2 separate regions of the Mus musculus genome follow, and region 1 is linked to region 2. A link is a contact called in public Hi-C data. All regions are on one chromosome and are shown on one strand. The core of a region is the stretch at or near the end of the contact, and the rest is flanking DNA. Distances in the headings are between cores, read along the strand shown.

What was found. Hi-C and Micro-C count contacts between places; a contact is called where the count stands out from the background.
Region 1: a Hi-C map of cerebellum shows a contact between it and region 2, with 2.8 times the contacts expected there. The contact joins the promoter of Disp3 here to the enhancer-like site in region 2. A contact is called at or near these places in 4 of 39 promoter capture datasets (embryonic stem cells, hippocampal neurons and liver), 1 of 15 datasets of contacts at CTCF or cohesin (embryonic stem cells), 39 of 484 Hi-C or Micro-C datasets (B cells, adipose-derived mesenchymal stem cells, cerebellum and 11 more), 6 of 115 datasets of contacts at active chromatin or transcription factors (astrocytes, differentiating embryonic stem cells, embryonic hindbrain and 2 more) and 2 of 9 other capture datasets (embryonic stem cells and pancreatic islet).

The regions. Positions count from the first base shown.
Region 1 is chr4:148,282,849-148,289,539 of GRCm38.p6, reverse strand. It overlaps Disp3 (dispatched RND transporter family member 3), which reads left to right and starts at 1,575. Exons shown (of 21, transcript NM_001083342.1): 1 at 1,575-1,817.
Region 2 is chr4:148,105,334-148,112,357 of GRCm38.p6, reverse strand. It overlaps Draxin (dorsal inhibitory axon guidance protein), which reads left to right. Exons shown (of 7, transcript NM_027426.3): 4 at 2,202-2,313; 5 at 2,647-2,736; 6 at 4,334-4,423. Among named protein-coding and RNA genes, the nearest start is that of Agtrap, 21 kb to the right of the region's middle. Within about 2 kb of position 4,242, at least 45 of the 459 cell types and tissues checked have an H3K27ac peak or open chromatin away from gene starts, as enhancers often do. A contact at or near this core is called in cerebellum, muscle stem cells and myocytes, where this site is marked.

The sequences.
Region 1 (6,691 bases), core at 326-2,825, 180 kb before region 2:
CTCTCTCTCTCTCTCTCTCTCTCTCCCCTTTCTTGGATCCTTCCTGCCAGGAGCATTTCATAACCCTAATGTCTTCAGGATGGCATGAATTCACTGCAGATCTTCTGACAGGCTTGATGGCTGGCCAGTGGGTCCCCTGAAAAACCATTTCTGAGTATGTGGTGCAGGGACGAGAACACCTGGGTAGAAACATTGGCTCTGGTCATTTGCATCTGCACAGATGAGTTCCGGGGCATCCAGGGTCATAAGTAGCTAAATGTCCACCTGACCGCCAGCCAGTGAATGCAGTCCCCAGGGACTGTGTTTGAGAAAGCTGGACGGGTGGTACAGGATTTTCCTGTAGAACCCCAAAGTGAGAGGGGTTCAGAGAACTCCCAAACTGCCCTCTTAATTAAAACTATGTATGTATGTATGTATGTATGTACGTATGTATGTATGTATGGCATGTGTGTTTGGAGGGGATGTGCATGTGTACCACAGGGCACGAGTGGAAGTCAGAAGACAGCTCGCAGAAGTGAGTTTGCCCTGGAGACTGAACTCCGGTTGTCAGGCTTGGCAGCAAACACCTGCTAAGCCATTTCCCAGGCCCCTAGGTTTCCTCTTTCAAAAATATAGATGGGGGCATGGGCTACACAGCAAAGAGCTAGGGGCTTTCGGTATTTTTATTTCATAATGATCCTGCATTCTCTTGTATAGAATGGGGACTTCTTGAAGGCCAAGATTGTGGCTTACATGCTTATCTTCCTGGTCCGTGTCATAATCATCTGGGTGGCCTCTCAGCCGGCAGTGATGTCCCTCCTGCAGCGGGAGGCTGGCGCCAGGTCCTTTTGAGGGTTCCCTTGGCTCTCCTTGGGTGACATCAAGGCCAATGTCTTTGGAGCACTGAAAGAGAAATGAAACCAGGGATAGCCTTGGTTTCTAGGCTCTTTCTTCTTTGGGTATCTTTTCAGCAGGGGGTGTCAGGCGGACCTTCTGCTGTTACTGGACGAGTGCCTGGTCCCAGGGGCTGGCAGAGCTCTGGGCTCTGCTGCCAGAGAGGTGAATAGAGGAGGGAGGAAGAGATGGTGCCAGGCGCCTGGGCTTGGCAACCACCTCCGGAGGGCACCCGGGGATGCCCTCGAGTGTCCAGCAGGCTGGTGAGGTGCCAAGGCTGGGCAGATGGGGCTGAGAGAAGCCAGCAGGAGCGCACGCCTGGGAAAGGCCTGGGTGCCCAGAAACCTCGGGGGCCAGTAGGGGGCATGGCCAGGTCCGTTTGCAGAGACTAAGACTGACCCCCAGGGGTCGCTGCGCTGTGCTCAGTCCCTGCTCGCCAACACGGGAAGCTGGCTGTACCACCACGCGGCTCCCGCAGGGGGAGCGGCAGCCAGGGCGGCGCCTGGCGGCGGAATCGGGAGACAGCAGCGCGCGGCGGAGAGCAAGCCTAAGCCGGACGGTGACGCAGAGCCCGCAGGCGCTGATGCTGGAGGCGCCAGTGGACGGGGGGAGGCGCGACTCTAAAGGCTGCCCGGGACACCCCCGCACCCCGTGGTAGGAACCGGGACCCAAACAAAGGCGGGCAGCAGATAAAAGGCGGCGGCGGCGGCGGCGGCGGCGGCGGCGGCGAGTGCTTCGCGTGCGCGCTGGGGACGTAGTTGTCACGGACCTGGCGGCGGTCTGCTCGCCAGCGAGCGGAGCTTGGGGGCCGCTGGCCTCCTACAGCTCTGAGGACCTTTCCTCCTGAAATTACCCTCAAGGGACAAGTGTTCGCCGCGGGGTGGCCGAAGCCCCTTAACCCCTGCGGCACCCGTGTATCAGCCTAGCTCGGCTCAGCCAGCGAGGTGAGTGAGACTGCCCCTGGGCGCCATCGGGACTGGGGATGCGCTACTCTGGAGAGGGGAAGGGTCTAACGTGCCACATGCGCCCGGTCTGGGGGCGGGGAGAGGGGGGAGTGCGGGAAGTTCTCTCGCTCTCAGGCCACCCCCGGCCTCAACGCCCTGAGAAAGCCGGCTAATGGGACAGAGTTCAGATCTCAGAGCTTGTCCCTGCGCCCCCGAAGCTTGCACCAACACGCTGGGGACGGGCTGCAGCTTCGGTCTGCGGGAGCGTGTTTAATGTCCAGAATCATCCTGGCTCCCTATCTCCATACCCCTGCTCGTCTCGGTAGGTGTCTGTCTGGGTTCATAAAAGTTGAGCGTCAGCCTGAAGCCATCCCAAATCCGGCTGTCCGCCGGGACTTCAGAGGAGGGAGGGAACAGGAAAAGGTAACGATGGCCCCTGTAGCTGCCCCCTACTTGAGCGCACTCACGCGCTTGGTGGGACCTTCTTTGAGTCTTGGGCTGCGGTGAACCCGCTGCAGGTGCCGCTGCGTGCCAGCCAGGACCTCTGAAGCTCAGGCAGGCGATGGAAGTGGAGCGCTAGAGGGTCCCTGGGTCGACCCAGAACATCCATAAGGACTGTGATGGGGTGGCATCTGAGTAGCCGTGGAGCACAGTCAGGAAAAGATGACCAGCACGAGTGGCGGCGAGTCCCGAGAGCTAGCCCTGCCGCTGGGAGGACTTTTCCCAACTCTCCTAGGAGACGCCTCCCCGGAGGCTTCCTCTGTTGGATCTCTGTCTGGTACAGGGATGCTTCCTGAGTCTGGGTGCGGGTGCTAGTCTGGTTGCACTCTCGGTCAGTACCTCGGACAGCGCACTGAACCCACCAGCCCCAAGCTCCACACACAAATGAAGTACACACACACACTATGTATAGAGCACTCGTGAACACTCCACGCACAAATCCACACTCCTTTCTGATAAATATATTCCCATCGTGGCTCGTAGGCGCACACAATGCACACAGAGACCCAGGATTCACTCCCACGTGGACAAGCCTAATCTTCCCACAAGCCCCAGTTTGTGGGCCAGGACTCATCCCTCTTCACGCTCTCGCTGGAGGATGCTAAAATAAACCGGACACCAGAGACCACTGCCTAGGACCCTCGCTGATACCTCATGACATGCAGGAGCTCAGGCTGTGTGGGTCACAGACACTGGCGTGCACACACACAAACACACAGGCTCAATCAGCCCCCTCCTCTTCTACTGCAGACCTCCCCGAATCAGAGTATCTGCCAAAAGGAGAGAAGCAGCTGTTAGGCTCAAGGGAAGCTCCGGGCAGCAGCCCAGCCAGGCAGGCAGGCAGGCAGGCAGGCGCCTTACAGTCTTGGTTTGAAGCTCAGTGTCCATTTCAGACTCTTCGCCCCCATGACCACTCAGACCTCTTCCTGGCATATCTTCTGCCTCCAGGGTCTGCAATCTTTGCTAGTGCTCTTTGCTGGCTGTTCTCCTTCCCAGGGTTATCTTTCAAATGCACACCCTTTGCTCTTTCCCGTCCATCATCCTTTCTGGCCGCCTTCGTTCCTTTTCCTGACTTTCCTTTGCTGGAGTCTGTGCTCTGACACCCATGTTGGCACCACTGGCCCTTGGGGCACCATCGACTCTGGTTTGCTTCCTCATCTGCAGTTTCCATCCACCCGATCCTGCCTCTCTGAATATTTGCCTCTCTCTGCCCAATAGCTTCGGCAGCTTTTACTGACAATCTTGGGAAATTTTCCAGGGCCAGAGCCTCAGGAAAGTGTCTCAGGGGGCCTCAGAACCTGGAGATCGAGAGATAGTACTGGGGTCACAGGGAGCCTCATCATCACTGCCCCTTCAGCCTCCCCCCCCCCCCCCGCCCAGAGCTGTCGCTTTGAAGGATCCAGACCCATAGCCCAGCTTGCCCTCTGACACTCTCTTGTTGTTATCCTTAAAACCCTGGAAAGGCTTGAGAAAAGGAAGAAAGGAGAGTTGAGGGAGAAATGAACCAGAAATGGGGATTCCTAGACTCTGGTTTTAATTGGTCACAGGTGCCCAGTGTTCCCCTGGACAGACTTCCGCCATACTCTCAGCTTATGCAGGGCTGCCCATGGGACTGCTTTTGGATTTGATTATGAAGAGTGCTGACTCTATAGTGAATGTCCCAACTTGAATGAGCTTGAAACCAGGGTTGTAACTCACAAAGGTTATGGTGCCTCCCACTGCTTCCTGAGAACTCCTCACCTCTGCTAAAGACACCTTGTTCCTGAGTGAGGGAGGCTCAGTTCATTTTCTTAATAGGACCAGAGATGCCAAGTAATTTTCTTACATCACACCGCTCAGGCCCGGTTTCCATGGAGGCAGGCACTGATGTGGCTGTCTGTGTATCTATCCACTGTGCCAAGCTCTTGTTTCTGGAAATGAGGATGTCCCCAACTACCCTGAACACCTGGCCATAAAGGCAGATGGAGTTGCTGGGTTGACGGTCCTTGTCCCCAGACGCATGGTCTTGCAGAAGGGACTGTCTAAGATAGATCACCAGTCGGTATGATTTTGACAATCAGCCTTGAGTCTCTAGGACTCAACCAAGCAGGCTGCTCTTGATCTGCACATTGAGGAAGACAGGATTCGGCACCATTTGGCTAGGCTGCTTCTCACAGTGTCTTGATTTGAGGGCTGAAAAGTGAGGTGCCTAGAGAGATGGCGGGCTCCCCAAGGGAACCACCCACCCACCACTGGTTATAAATATAGTTACCCCAACATGATGGTCATGGCAGTGGCATAGGAGCTGATAGTAAGAGCCTTGGTGTTGATACCCGACAGCCTAAGCATTTTAACTGGAAGCTTGGTTCTCTATCTCCAGATCCTTTCTCTCCTCTTTGAAGTCATCTCCCCAGCAGTTCCCCCTCGGTGCTCCCTTTCCAACGTGCTCAAGTGTGGGCAGTGAGAATCACTGTCCCTGTCCTAGCCGAGTGAGCAAGCGAGGGAGGGGGCTTGTCATCTGAAACCCTCCCTCTCGCTGCCCACCCTCCCCCCACTGGAGCCTGTTTCTGCCCATGGAGCATAAGAGGCATCAAAGTCTGTCAAAACACCCTCCAAAGCTAGATTCCAAAGCACCAATATCCCAGAGAAAAATAAATAAAAAGAGCAGCAGCAGCCCGGAATAGAAACACGCACCCAGTCGCAAATATGCATGTTTTCCACGAGTCGCATTCCACGGGCAGGCAGTGCAGCACGCGCTCCAGATGCTCAACAAAGGCCGGAGGCAGGGACGTTGCTGTTGCCGGGACCAGTTCAGGGAAGCCAGCGGAATCTTTCCAGCAAGCTCATGCCTCACACTGGAAGACCACAAGGTCACACTCCCCGGCTGCCCTGGCTGGAAGATGCCAGTAGGCAGATGGTAGTTAATGTGTTCCTGGGGCTGTGTCACCAGTTCTTTGGGAAGGGACACACAAAGCCAGTGGTCTCCTGTCTCCTGTTTACAGTGAGAGGATGGCAATGGCTGTACCCGTAACGGCCGCTGCCAATAGCTGGGTGCCTGCCGTGTGTCAGGCATTGAACACATATACACATGCGGTCATATTTAAGCTTTGAGATCTTCTCATGGCATGGGGGCTGTTGTCCTCAGGGGATTTGTAGGAGAACAAGCCTCTGAACAGTAAAAGACCTCACGACCCGAAGTGTCCAAGTTGGGACTGAATTTTTGTTTGTTTTGGTTTTCAAGTCAGGGTTTCTCTGTACAGCCCTGGCTATCCTGGGACTCACTCTGTAGGCCAGGCTGGCCTCGGATTCAGCATTCCTCCTGTCTCTGGCTCCCAGGTGCCAAGATTAAAGGTGTGCATGACCATATCAGACAGGACCAAATTTTGATTTGAATGCAGCAGAAGTCTCCATTTTGCCCAGGATTCTGCTTCGTTGTAGTTATTTCTTTCTTGTTTGTTTAGTATGCTTTGTCAAGAAAACCACTTATACTTGGTGTAGTAGTGCATGCTGTAATCTCAGTATCAGGGAGGCTACTCAATCCAAGCCTGGTCTGGATTATGTAATGAGACTCTGTCTCCAAAAAATAAAAATAAAAATAAAAATAAATAAAACGAAAAAACAGACCCAGCTATGTGAAAATTTACAAGGAATATAAATTTTCCGCCTGCGTGTTCACGTTAGCATTGTTGCAAATGTCTCTCAGTAGTCTGAGCCACTACCCTGCACCAGGTACCTGTGGTTTCTGAGCCATGACTAGGCTGAGGCTAGGCCTGAATACCTCACCTCTGCATCTTAGCCTCTGTCTCCTGCCTTGGAAACCCAACCAGCATCCTGAGAGATGGAGTCCCACTGTAAATCTTGGGCTAGGAAAAAAGACAGCATAATCCAGAAGAGGTTGGGGCCAAACAGACTTTGCAGACAGGGAAGTAACTTCAGAGAAGGCAAGTAAGTTCTCCATGGCCACACAGCATTCTCATACCAGAACCTCTCAAAGAGGCTTGTTCTGGAGCAGTCCAGGTGGCCCTAGTGGACTGAACTGATACATACAGGCAGTGAGCCTGGCAGTGTCCCTTCAAGGGCAGAGATGCAATTCCTCCTGTTATAGTTCAAGCCATCCCTGCATCCCTGTGGATGTCAGCTTGAAACTCTTCTTACCCCAGGCCTACAACAACCAGTAACTGAGGGGCATACAGCATGCCAGCCATGTGTCAAGCATGTTGCTGAATGCCCTTTGTATTCTAATGCCCACGGCCACCCCGAAGTTAGGTATTCTTGTTCTATTTCACAACGGAAGGAAGCAAATGAGACTAGGGGGCTTGAGTCACTCTCCCAAGGTCATATCGCTAGTTAAGGAGCAGATGGGGCCCGGCAGAGCCCATGCAAGCAGGTTCACT
Region 2 (7,024 bases), core at 2,993-5,492:
GGCTACCTCAAGAAGGCGTGGCCCACACTTGAGGTGGGGCTTCCTGCTTCAACCATCCAGTCAGGAGAAGTCCCTCACAGGTGTGCCCAGCTGCTTGAATTGATTCACCTCCTGTTCCACTTAGGTAAACTGAGGCACAGCGGGGTGGTAGTGAACACCGTTAATCTCTGACTCCACCAGGTAGTCTGTCTGTAGAGGGGCTGCCAGCACCCAGACAACATGGTTGGGGCTCGGGCTGGGGACAACCAGGAAGCCAATTCCATCTCAGCATGCTGTTCTCTGCACACACAGAGGTGGGACTGTTGTGGAGGACGTTTAAAGTCTGGAAGAGTACAGAAAGCAGCCACGGTGATTTAAAGCCCAGATCTAGGGACTAAAGAGATGGCTCAGATGTTAAGAGCACTGACTGCTCATCTAGGGGTCCTGAGTTCAATTCCCAGCAATGCTCACAACCATCTGTAATGAGATCTGATGCCCTCTTCTGGTGTGTCTGAAGACAGTGACAGTGTACTCATATAATAAATAAATAAATAAATAAATAAATAAATAAATAAATAAATAAATCATTTTAAAAAACAGATCTAGAATGGCATAGTCAGTTGGGGGGTTGACTTATCTACTCCCCAACTCTGAAAAAGAAAGTGGAAAGAAAACAGGGGGAGCAGGGGGTTGGGAGGGGATTGCACAAATCTGGGGGTTGGTGATTCTAGAAGAAAGGGACAGGCATTCACCAGGTCATTCTTGCCGATAGCTTAGAAAGTTTTGTTTTGTTTTCAAAATAAAATCTTTCAGTGCCAGATGTGGTGTCTTACATCTACAATCCCAACCCTTGGGAGACAGAGGACAGGGGCAGTGGCATCACCACAGAATTGAGGCCAGCCTGGGCTACAACAGGAACTCTCGGCCAACTGGGCTATGAAGTGGGACCCTGTCTCAAAACAAACTAAAACACTGTTTTGCTTTCAAAATGAAGTAATACCATTGAAATGGATCATATATATATGTATATTGATGAGATAGAATACATATGTGTATATTGATGAGAATACAATATTACAATATGTAGCTCTGATGGTAAAATGTTTCCTTAGCATGCCTGGAGCCCTAGGTTTGATTCTCAGCACTGTATAAAATAGGCAAGCTGGTACGTGACAATTATCCCAGCATTCGGGAGGTGGGGACTGGAGGATCAGGAGTCTGAGATTGTCCTTGGCTACACAGTGACTTTGGGGCCAGTCAGGGCTCTGTGATATTCTTCTTCAGAAAGGAAGGAAGAAAGAAATGGAGGGAGAGGGAGAGAAAGAGAGAGGCAGTGCCACTGCTGTGCCGCTCTGTTTTGTGAGTTCTTGCTCATCTCTTGCTGTGCCTTGTTTAAACTGATTGTTTTTATTTAATTATGTATGTCTGTGGGGAGGGTGATATACACACATGAGCAGAGGTGCCTTTGGAGGCCTGAGGTACCACATCTCCTGGAGCTGGAGTTACAGGCATTTGTGAACCACCTGACGTGGGCGCTGGGAACTGAACAGCACTCGGGAGGCAGAGGCAGGCAGATTTCTGAGTTCAAGGCTAGACTGATCTACAAAGTGAGTTCCAGGACAGCCAGGGCTACACGGAGAAACCCTGTCTCGAAAAACCAAAAAAAAAAAAAAGATGTGTGTGGAAACAGTACACACACAGGCTTTAGCTCTTCCAGGCATCGCTGTCAGGTTGGACCACATCTCCTGAGTATCAGGAGACGGCTGTAGATATTCTTTGTCCTCTTTCTTCATCTTGCCATCCTGAGAGTCAGGCCAACGCCGAGGCCATGAGCAGGTAGTTATGGTCCGTGCCTCGCTGAACCCTAGTGATCATGGACATGAGCACTCAGCCATAGTATCTGGTCCTCAGTAGTCTCCAGACTATTGGTGGGGGCTGTGAGTGGAATTGAAGGCTGTGCATGGTCTCTACAGGACTCTTCAGAGGAAGGGACAGGGAAGTGAGCAGTGGGCCACGTCTGGTTCCCTCCCTGACGTGTTTAGAAATGCTGAGCAATCAGAACAGCCTCTCTAGCCACTATCTTGACATCTTCAGCATGGATTCCAGGATCCAAGCAGAAAACAAGGTGGCCTTGTCCTCTGGCCTCTGGCCTTGAGATCCCAGGTTCCCAGTCCCTTCACTTCGAAGGCTCCAGGTCCCCTCTCCTGCCTTGACTTCTGCAGACACAGCCCAGGTCTGACGGGGAGGTGATGCCCACACTGGACATGGCCTTATTTGACTGGACGGATTATGAAGACTTAAAGCCAGAGGTCTGGCCTTCTGCAAAGAAGAAAGGTATGTCCACTTTGCCACCCCACCCCACACTTAGACTCCTTTCTCCAGCATCTATTGGTGGAGGACGTTTGCTGAGACCAGAATGACCTACAGGTATCCAAAGGTGGGCTGGAGTCCATTGATCTAAGCTGGACCTGACACTCACTGGGACAAGCCATAACCCTCACTCACTGCACGCTACTCGGGCCCCTTGTCTCTTTAGGGAAGAAAGTAAAAGCAGAGAGAGAAAGAAAGGCAGAGGGTCTCGTCCAAGTCGCACCGTGGGAGTGGCCATCTGGCACCATGACACCCAAGTCTTGTGCTTAATCTAATCACAAATTTTCTTGTCCCCAGAGAAACACTGGAGTCATTTTACCAGTGATGGTAACGAGACCTCGCCAGCTGAGGGGGATCCGTGTGACCATCACCAGGATTGCTTGCCAGGTATTCTGCCCCCCCCCCCAACACCCACCCTTGAGGCACCAGGCTGGGAGGGAATACCAGTAAGGTAATTGAGACAGGGCTTGGGAGCAAGCCAGGGAGTAGTGGCCCTTTATTCGCAATACGGAGAAGCTACAGTGTCCACCAGTTTTTCCTGAGGGTCCTTATCAGCGGCCACCAATTTCCTGAGAGTCACTACCATACACTGACTCACAGAATGACCTCAGAAAGAGGTGGTGGAGGGGGAGGGCAAGCGAGCCTGGGCCAACTTGGTTCCTAAGCTTCTTACCCATATCCCACCCTGCCCTGAGTCAGATGGCCTGCTCCTAACCTTGTCCTCTGAACACCCGCAGGGGTTAATTCAGTCTCCTCATCATGGCACCAACTGGCATTCTGGGGACAGTGTAAGTGACACTGTTGCTTGTTCAACAGCTCTACCTATCAGGTCAGGATAAATGGAAGGGGCCTTCTGTTTGATTAGAGTCCGGACTGATGGCCCTGTGGCATCCAGAGGACCTCTTCAGAGCAGACTGGGATAGACTTCGATGCTGTGGAGGGGAAATGCCTACCATCAGAGCACTTGGGAGGTGGAGGCAGGAAGATCAAGAGTTCAAGGTCGTCTTGGGGGTACAGAGAGAGTTCCAGGCCAGACCCTGTCTTGGGTGCTTATCTAGGACATTGGTGGTTATATTTATTAAAGGCAAGAGAGGAAACAAGATGACAGGAAAACCTCGGGTCTGATGTCATGCTGGCTCTGCAGGAGCTGTGGAGAAAATCCTGCCAGAAAAGCCCTGTGCTGAGCAGAATGGTGGCCCCGGTGCTGGCTGGCGGTTGCCTGAAGCTGCTGAGGAAGGGGTGGTTGGGACATGAGCCAAGGTGGCCCCTGAAACTGCTCACAGCAGGAGACCAGTGACTCATGTCCCTTCTTGCCACTAAATAATGAGTGCTTTGGGAGACGAGAGGGAGCTGGAGAGACCCAAGGAGCCATCTCCAAGGCACCAACCACATCAGTAGGAGAGTCTGCAAAGTAGAAGCCATTCGGCATTGCAGAAGACACACAGCACAGACAGGCTGTCTGCATCCTGAGTGTGAAGAAAAAGCTGAAGTCAGGGCCAACAGGACAGAACTTGGAAGCTAGCTTTGTAATGGGCAAAGAGATGCCTCGGCCCTGCCTAGATTTGCCCTGAACCCTACCTACCCCCACGCCCAGGGCTTCAGTTTCCCCATCTGTCCAAGAGGATGTTGTTGGTCCATGATCCCGGAGGCCCCTTGCAGCTCTCAGCAGACTCTACCTCTGGCACCCCTAGCTGTTACAACCCCATCCCTGGGAAGTAAAACCCCACACCACCTTTGATCCTCCCATGATCAATCAAGTGGCCCATCTGGGGAGGCTCAAGTCTCTGCCACCCGTCTCTGGGGACTTTATCCATGACATCCAGCAGCGGTCCCGGCCCAGAGCCTTGCACACCAGATGGCCTGCTAGGGCATGGCCTGCCACACATATGATGGATCTCCTGTCCGGTGGGACTCTGTAGGGCAGGCGGCAGGCAGGGAGGAGCCGCTCAGCTTGGCTGACCACATGTGCTTGCTATGTTGCCAGGAACTTGCTGTGACCTCCGGGAACATCTCTGCACACCCCACAACCGCGGCCTCAACAACAAATGTTTCGACGACTGCATGTGCATGGAAGGTCAGTCTGGAGCCTGGGAAGGGGAGAGCCCTCCCCCACCGACTCTGCTCCCAGAACCTTGAAGCCTTTGTGTCCCAGCCAGCTCCGCAATGAGTGGGGCACGGGGTTTCCCCGGCAGAGGGTGGATGTGGATGGAGGGGCTGCGGAAAAGGGAGTGGGTAGGAGAACCCCCTGGGAACTGAAAGCTCCAGTAGGAACAGCTTCGCTGGGGTCTTCCAATCTGTCAGCTCCGTGTGCTTCCATCCCTGGCACCGGCTCCCAGATTTGTATTTCTCACCTCTTGAAATCCAAGCTGGCACGATCGCTCGGGATCAGGACGGGGAGAAGGGAGGAGACAAAAACATAGTTCTTTAAATAAGATCCAACCTGAGAAGGCTGGCGCTTCTCAGTAGAATTCTAGATAGGAGGCTTTCCAGGTGAGATAGTGGGGAGGCTGGAGCTGGGTGGGTTTCCAAGCAGTCACTGGGAGAGGCTCGCTGGGTTATTCCTTTAACTGCCCTGAGCACCAGCCTTGAGAGGAAGCGTGTGCCCACCGCGCACATGTGCCTGTTGGTGCCTGCTCTACGCTGAGTTCTTTCTTTCCTGGAAATGTTCTAAGGCAGAGCTATGCTAAATTGCATAGACCGTTCTCAAAGTCATGATCCTCCTGCTTCAGCTCCTCAAGCAGCTAGATTACAGGTCTATGCCACCATTGCTGGCTCTCTCTTTCTCCTTCCTTCTTCTCTTCCTTCTTCTTGTTACTATCACAGGTAGAAAGAAAGGATCAAGGAGGAGAGAGGGAAAGAGGGAAAGGGAAAGAAATGAAAAGGAAGAGAAAAATTGGCTATGTCGGTATAACACTTGCAACCGCCAGCACTTGAGAGTCTGAAGGGCGACATCATAAGTTTGAGTCCAGCATAGGATGCACAGTGACACCTGGCTTGGAAAAAAACAAACTAGGACTAGCAATTGGTTGGGCATGTAAAGGGCTTGCCCTGCCAGCCTGATGACCTGTATTCAATGCCTGGAATCTGTATAAAGGTGGAAGGAGAGAGCCAAGCAAAGTTGTCTTTTGCCCTTCACCTGCACAGTGCACACACAGACGCACATCAATAAACAAAAATAAATGAAAATGAACCAAAAAAGGAAGAAAGGGGAGAGGGAAAGAGGGAGAGGAGAGAGAGAGAGAGAGAGAGAGAGAGAGAGAGAGAGAGAGAGAGAGAGAGAGAGAGAGAAAGCAATGATGCCATTGATCTGTAATTCAGACTGAGGCAGGAGGATAACGAGTTTGAAGCCTTCCTCTGCAACTTAGCATAACTCTGCTTCAGGAAAAAAAAAAATTTGGAGATAAAATCTCTCAGGCGTCAGAGGCAGGTGGATCTCTGTGTTCAAGGCCAGCCTGGTATACATATTAAGATCCAGTTTCTAAATGAATACATAAATTGCTGAAGGTGTAGTTCAGTGGTAGAGCTCTTTCTTGGAAGGCCTCGAGTTCAATCCCCTACCCATATGAAAGGCAGAGCCAGGGATGGGGAGATGGCTCCGTGATTAAGAGCCCTTGCTGCTGTTGCAGAGGACCCAGGTTCAGTTCCTCACAGCAATATAGCAGCTCACTACCATCCAACACTCCAGTTCCAGGGGATCTAGTGTCCTCTTCTGACCTTCAGACACCAAACAATTATGTTGGTACGCATACATACAAGCAGACAAAACAATCAAACTCAAAATAAATCTTTGTTTGTTTGTTTGTCTGAGACAGGGTTTTATGGTATAATAGCCCAGGCTGGTCTGGGTTTGCTTTGTAGACCAGGCTAGCCTTGAACTAACAGAGATCCTTTTCCCTCTGCCTCCTGAGTGCTGGGATTAAAGGTATGTGCTGTCGCTGGCTGACTTCAAAATAAATCTTAAAGAAAATTTTTAAATAGAGAAGGATGAAGGAAATAAGTGGAAAAATAATTCTAATTGCATCTTCGGAGAATCTTCAGACTGACACAAAAGTAGCCATAGTATCATTGAGTACCTGGTTCCCACCAGTGAGATTCATTAAAGACCAACGTGGCCATCCTGAATGGGGCTGTCACTGCCACAGGCTTCCCCTGTTTCAATCGGATCTTTATTTATTTATACAGTATTTATTTCGGCACGCAGCTCTGAGAGATAAGCACCCTTTTAAATACAAGGTATCAGAATGGACAAGCCAACCAAATTCAGCCTGCATTCCAGGCTCTGAGAGCACAACCCTTCCCCAGCTGGTCTGTGAACCTGAGCCCCGCTCCAAGTCTAGTTCACAGCCTCAGAAGAGCCCCGTGCCATCTCCATTCCTGAGGTCCATTCCAGTGAAGTGAGATAACAAGAAAACAAATCCATAGATAAGCTGTCCCTGGAGCCAGGCACGGTGGCACAGGCCTGTGATCTCAGCATCCAGACGTAGAGACAGGAGACTCATAGCTTCAAGGTCATCTTCAACCAGCTATGGAATATCACCCAGGGCAGCCTAGGCTATAGAGGGCCCTGTGTCCATCCCAACTACACTACACCCACCCCCAAAAAGAAAAAGAGAAAAGAAAGGTCCTTGGAATGTCATAAGGTCTGTAAAGGCTGCTTTTTCCTAGAAGGTTAGTA